2 separate regions of the Zea mays genome follow, and region 2 is linked to region 1. A link is a contact called in public Hi-C data. All regions are on one chromosome and are shown on one strand. The core of a region is the stretch at or near the end of the contact, and the rest is flanking DNA. Distances in the headings are between cores, read along the strand shown. Region 1 has its middle 16 kb from the start of LOC100272801. Region 2 holds the start of LOC100285434 (ankyrin like protein).

The links. A called contact is a pair of places that touch in the nucleus more often than the background predicts.
Region 2: a Hi-C map of leaf shows a contact between it and region 1, with 2.0 times the contacts expected there. The contact joins the promoter of LOC100285434 here to the enhancer-like site in region 1. A contact is called at or near these places in 3 of 25 Hi-C or Micro-C datasets (endosperm, leaf and tassel).

Annotation. Positions count from the first base shown.
Region 1 is chr8:85,516,299-85,519,726 of Zm-B73-REFERENCE-NAM-5.0, reverse strand. No RefSeq gene overlaps it. Among protein-coding and RNA genes, the nearest start is that of LOC100272801, 16 kb to the right of the region's middle. Within about 2 kb of position 2,121, at least 17 of the 20 cell types and tissues checked have an H3K27ac peak or open chromatin away from gene starts, as enhancers often do. A contact at or near this core is called in endosperm, leaf and tassel, where this site is marked.
Region 2 is chr8:85,625,769-85,628,981 of Zm-B73-REFERENCE-NAM-5.0, reverse strand. LOC100285434 (ankyrin like protein) reads right to left here and starts at 1,586. Exons shown (of 7, transcript NM_001158327.1): 1 at 1,307-1,586; 2 at 320-737. The coding sequence starts at 1,490.

The sequences.
Region 1 (3,428 bases), core at 872-3,371:
AAGGTGTAACCCGAAGGTGATGAAAATGGACGACGAAGCTATAGCCAAAGAGCTTCGGCTTGAAGTGATGACGAAGACCAAATATGATGATGACCGAAAAGGGACATAGACTATTTGATCCTTAATAATTCGTGTTATGATTATAGATGAATGTTAAGGGCATAAATGTACTTTCACTCGGGCTGTGTCCTGTGCCTATAAATAGATGAACAGTAACACCGTACTGTTCACGCTGGACTATAATCACTTTCACGTCAACACCTTCGAGCAAGCCGAAGGTATCAATGTAATATAGATTCTGTTAATACCCTTGCATATTCTATGAAATACAAATATGAATGAATCAATGAGTTATACTAGTTATTTTTCATCTCTATGTATTCTTGTTTTTTTATAAGATGATGAAAGCATGTCTTTCATGACCTTCGTCTGATGATCATTATGTCCATGGAGAGATAATGCTTTGGAAGGCGAAGGTCCTTAATACTTAACAATTGTGTTGCCTTGTTCTTGATTCACAGCATTCGAGAACAAGTGACCAACAGAGGGACTGCATTGCGTACATCTGCCTACATAGACTGCGTACGACTACATCGAACATACACACGAGATGTCTCGTGGGAATGGAGTCACTGATGCCTTGAGCATCGGTCCCTCCGCCGTACATTCTTTTCTTCGTAATTGTGTATGTTTTACTGTTTTTTACTGCTTATGCGAGTAGTCATACACACATGCACATACATGTCGTCACATACATCACATTGGTTTTCTGGATTAAATTAAAACTAATAATGTCTAATTTTCTAACAGCACATGCTCTTGGCTCATGCCAAAAACCAAAGCTACAGCTTAATATTGAATTCCTCCACTAGGGTAGAGGCAAGGCCTAGCACCATCAAACACACATATGTTTCATAAAACTAGTGAAGCCTTTTCTTTTGCCTTTGGTAACCTTGGAAGAAGCTTTCCTCCACCAAGATAACTGATTAGAACTCCTGATTGTGTTCTACCAAAAAAATCAATTTTTTATTAATATGGCTCTAGTGGGGAAAATTTTCTATAAAAAATTATATGGTCCCAGCAACACAAAAATTATTTGAAGTTCAAAATTTCGTCTCTAGGCATAAAAACAAAATAAATATTGTTTTAAACCCATTAACCCAAAAAATTATAAAATGGGATACATGGCGTTTCACACTGTTGTGTAGTTACATGAGCTCATTCACTCTCTGCTCCGCTATTTTTTCTTGGGTCCACACGGCGGCGGCGTGGAAACCGCTCCCAAAGCGGTGAGATTCACTCGGGTTGCAGCATTTCTCGACGGTCCAACAGTGGATCTCGGTGCTTATATGGTTAAATAGTTGTAGAATCAATTATTTAGTGTACTCCATATGTTTCATGGTGTTAAGGAGCTTAGTGTTGGTTACAGAACGAGTAGATCAAGCTAGGTTATCTAGTTGTTCGCTTCGGATTAATGCCAGCTGGGCGGAGTGTTGCAGCTGTAAGAAAATAGTAGAAGCCGTTTCGGATTAAAGCCAAACGAATAGCTTGTATATATAGTTTTGTTAGTTAAAACAAGTAGATCGACGTGACCAAATTGCGGTTGCTATTTGCATAATTATGTTTTATGTGTTTTTGTACATCAAATTATTTATGAATATATTGTTATTCATTGTGCAACATGACTTAAATAAAATACAGACAAATTCTACCAAAATTTTTTTTTTCCTAACCAAACTCCGTTACCCGATCAAAAATCACCGAAATTCGGTCAAAAGGTAGAGAAATCCGGTTAGTTAAATTTGAAATCGTAAACCGGTCGAAATTCCGTTATCTCCTGTTTTCGTCGTGGGGCGAAATTCGGTCCAAAACGGTACCTTTAACCCTGTGTTCTAGTTTATTTAATCCGGCATGCCAGCAGAGAGGGGGCGCGCCGATTTAAATGGGCGCCGGCCGTCAACACGAGGGAGGGTCGGTAGGTGAGGCGAACGGGAGGGCGGACCGGTAGGTAGGTGAGGCGAACGGCACACGACGCCAACGGCGACGGGGGGGTTGGTGGGGGCTGGTCGAGCTCGCGCCACGGGACCCTTTTGCTGCGGCGCGGCTACTCACAACGTGGAGAGCTGCAGGCGCCCAAACGCCGCGTGTGGACGTGGAGGCTCCTGTACGACGTACGTGGACCTTTTGCAGTGCAGGCAGGCGCACCAAGGCCCGGTGACACAACGACGTGTCGGTGTCATTGCTCCATGCCCGATAGTCATTTTCCTAACAGCTCCGTAACCTCCGTTAAGACTTTCTTAAGCAGTTGTGCTTCAACCAAAGCAGCAGTGCAAATTTGACCTGCACAAAAAAGCAGAGGATGCGGGGCAACAAGCCGAAGCAGCAGGGTAGGTAGACTCATGTTACTTGCACATCATGCTGCTAAGACGGGACAAAACAAATTTTGCTCCCCGTGTCAACTCTCTGTTTATGTTTAGCATACTACTCCCTTGTTTCTTAGAGGAATCGATTCTCTTTCCTTTTAGAGTCAAACGGCGATTTGTAAATTTATTTAAATCTATTAAGAAAAAGTACTAACATTTCATTAATATCATTAAACTAATCAGAAAATACATTTTTGTAGTGTATCTATATAGAATAAAAAACTAATAACATTGTATAGAAATATAGTTCATCTTAAAATTTAAATCCAAAAAAAATTAGACAGAGTTAGTGTTTTCCCGCGACAGAAGATCAGAGCCTCAACTAAACTGTTAGTGACCTACTCCAACCACTTTGACCGTGTTTGCTATTTGTATGCCGCCACCACTATGCAACTGGTGATATGTTAAACGGCTTCTACTTTTGACTAAAATCGTACGTACCAACCCACCAACCCCTTTGCACGTGATAAAATTTTAATATACATAATTATTACTACCTACGTTCTAAATATTTATCGTTCGCTAGTTCATTTTTAAACTAAAACGCGACAAATAGAAAAGAACTAAAGGGTCATAGGTTCCTAAATCATTTAACTAAACTATTAAAAATACCTATCTTTGCGGCCTTCGTTTTACATATTTTCTAACACGATTGAACGAACGCAGAGCGATGGATCGCTTAAAAGCTAAGGTCCACAACAAACCACTTACAAAACCCTATGCATGTTCTATCTTGATATGTAATAGTTACTTTTTTTAGATGTTATTCTCGAGTTCATTGAGTAAAAATTGTAATTCACTCCTCCTAGTTCCATTTACTTTTATTCCCCATTTTGGATCATTGGAATTGAATTCCATTCTAATAATAGTAATTTAGGCATATATCAATTAAGCTAATTCGATTTTATGCAAAATATATTTGTATAATATTATTAACAAGATGTCAGAGATATTTATGTGCTACATTTTTACTATAGAGGAGTGAGACGAAGAGTGTCATGTAAG
Region 2 (3,213 bases), core at 337-2,836, 110 kb before region 1:
GAACAAAATCATATATAACTAATTGTTGCTCCAAATTATGTCCCTTCACTGCACATACTCTTCGTTCCTAATTACTCAAGGGAATGCTCCTAATAGGTTGTTTGCTAAAGAATATACAATGCTAGATCAAAATTAATAACATTCAACATTTGCTACAAGCCTATAAGGCATCACATCTGACAATCATCTAGATGAGGTAACAAGCATTGGATTGCATATTATATGCATTAATGGCCATAGGAGATAATAATACTAGTATACAACTATCAAGCTTATTTGTTACAACGTGGGATGTGAGTTAGGCAAAAAATTTAGTTACCTCTCTATGTATTCTGATGCACCATGTTTGAAGTGAGTGCCACCTCCAGGAAACCACCAAAGTTTGCCCTTCTCATGCACCCAGTTCTGTCCTCCTTTGACCTCAGCAAGATGTGAATGGTTGACATTACTACGCCATACGTAGTCTCGGCTTGTTGGCCATCTTATTGGTATCTTGTAGTCATTTGGAGGGGGCACCAAACAAAACAACCGCTTCTCCCATGGAGGACAAATACTTTCAAGATCCACATGCCTAGATGTATCCAGGCTCTTCAAGCTGCTTATATAGGCTCCATCATGGCAGGGGACATACTCATTGTATTCCAAAGGACACACATCAACTCCGTGATCTGGAACTGTCACTGATTTTGCCCGGTACGTACGAGAAACTCTGTTGGTAAACACTGGAACATCTGTAACTGAAAACAAAACAGATTTCACCAAATTGGCATGGAAACATAATGAAAAATACAAGGCATCTTGATATGGTAAGCTAGGAGGATGGGACAAGTAGACAGATGAGCACTCTAGTATCAACATAAGTTGCTGCAACTGCAAAGAGAAACAATAAAAAAACAAAGTTCAGGCATAGCACCTACTGAAATGGGTTAAGGCCTAGTTCTTGGAGAATTATGAATTATTTTTTAACATACTAGCCCGCACTATAGTAACCTAATCCTTTGTTGCTGGCAGAAAGCGGGTCCCAAATCTCAATCAAACTATTCCTGCAAACTACCGTCTGCTCAAATAAGGTATAGAGAGTAAACCGCTAGAACCAATCGCCTAACAAGCGCCCCTTTACTAACGATGCAGGAGCGTCAACACGAAACCTGCAACAATAAATCGGAATCCGCCACTCAAATTTCAAACATAGCAAGGAACCATAAGCCAGATTTTCTAAGAAGCCTGGACGAAGTGGACTGGGAAATGCTATCCTTCGGCGGATCGCGACGGTGTCAAACGCTCGGAGAGAGATGAAGCTAGGCACCTTTGGCCCTGAAGGAATCGGGCGATCGGGGGCGCGAAGGGGGCAGTACGAGCGCAGGGGACGCGGAGGAGCCGAAGAGGGTGCCGGCGTAGAAAGAAGCTGCGACGAGAGCGACGCCCAGGAGCAGGAGCTGCACGGACCGCGGCTCCACAGCCGCCAACGCCGGCGACCACCACCGCCGCATCTCACTACTGCTTAAGAGTCCCGCTCTTCAACATTCCCGGTACATTTTGCTTCAGATTGAAGAGTCTTTTCCCTGTAAGCTATTATAAGAATTTACAAGTCCATTACAAATACTACATGGTTATATAATGTTACTTGTCCGAATTTTTTCCCTACACACCATTTTGTTGACATCTATATCATTATATAATTCACCATTTTAAAATTTACAAAACCCACGTAACCAAATCATCCCTACCTCAAACTCCACTGGTGCATTTGGTTGTAATGATGGGATAAAATGGGATGGGACGACCCCGGCATAAGTTTGTTTAATTAAGGGCCAGAGATTAAAATAGAACTATCTCAGTGATATTACCAGCTATCCCTTAAAATTATAGAGACGAGATGAGACACTAGAGGGCTTAACCTATCTCATTCACAATACCTAGAGTTGAGGGTAGTCCTCAATTAACAAAATCACACATGGAGCTTTCTAAGGGCTCTAGACAAATGTATAAGTTAGGGTATTTTGTTTCATCGGTCAAGATGCAATAGTCTATGATCAGATTAAGGATAGATTATTGTACTATTAAAAGGGGAGTATAATTAGACAACTCAGTCAACTAGTGCCACTAAGTTCTGAAATCATATGCATCAAATATAGGCCTAAGTAACATGTGAGAGCAAGCAAAAATGTTTAAAAACATTTTAAAAATGCTAACAATCCTCTCATGTGTTCGGTAAAAACATTTAAGAGTTAGCATGCTTAAGAAAAGATGAAAGTCCTCTTAGTGCAGTTTTTCAGAAGGCATCAGACATGTTCGATGGTGCACTAAATAGATGTAAGGCTCACACACATTGCACAGTTTTTCAACCAAGCACAATGGAGTCTGTTATGCAACGAATATGCCTCACTAGACGTGTTAGGTGCATCACCAGATGGCCCATTAGATATGGAACCGTGACAGCATGTCAAATTTGTGTTCAACTCTATAGTGCACTAGATGTGTCCGATGTGGCACCATATAGCATACTAGACAAGGCACTTGGAGAGCATGTAAAATGAGCTCTTTGACTTATATAAGCATTAGACATTTTTAGTGGAGCTTTTGGTAAGAGCACCGAATACCTAACAATGTTAATGACTGGTTTATAGCCAATAAAATGACCAGTCTTACCACATTCGAAGCACGAACGCTTTCCGCTTGATTTGTTCTTGTTGGGGTAGTCCTTGCGTCCCTTCAATGCAGTTTTGAAGCGCTTTATTACAAGCGTCATTTCTTCCTCATTAAGTTCGGCAGCCTCCACTTATGCTACCTTTTTGGTAGCAACGCCATGCTGGTCGTTGCTTTGAGTGCAACGAGTTGCGACTCATAAAGAGGAAGAGGTTCATTGGCGATGTCGTCAACGTACCTTGCTTCTTTCACCATCATTTACCCGCTTACAAACTTACTAAGTATTTCCTCGGGCGACATTTTGGTGTACCTAGGGTTTTCACGAATAAGGTTGATAAGATGAGGATCAATTACAGTAAATGACCTTAACATGACGCGCACGACGTCGTGATCCGTTCATCTTGTGCTTCTATAGCTTCATATCTTGTTCACCAGGGTCTTGAGCCTGTTGTACGTTTCAGTTGGCTCCTCTCCCCTTTTTATGGTAAATCTCCCCAGCTCTCCTTCCACCAACTTCATCTTGGTGATCATTTCCCTCATGAGAGATCTTGAGGGTATCCCATATTT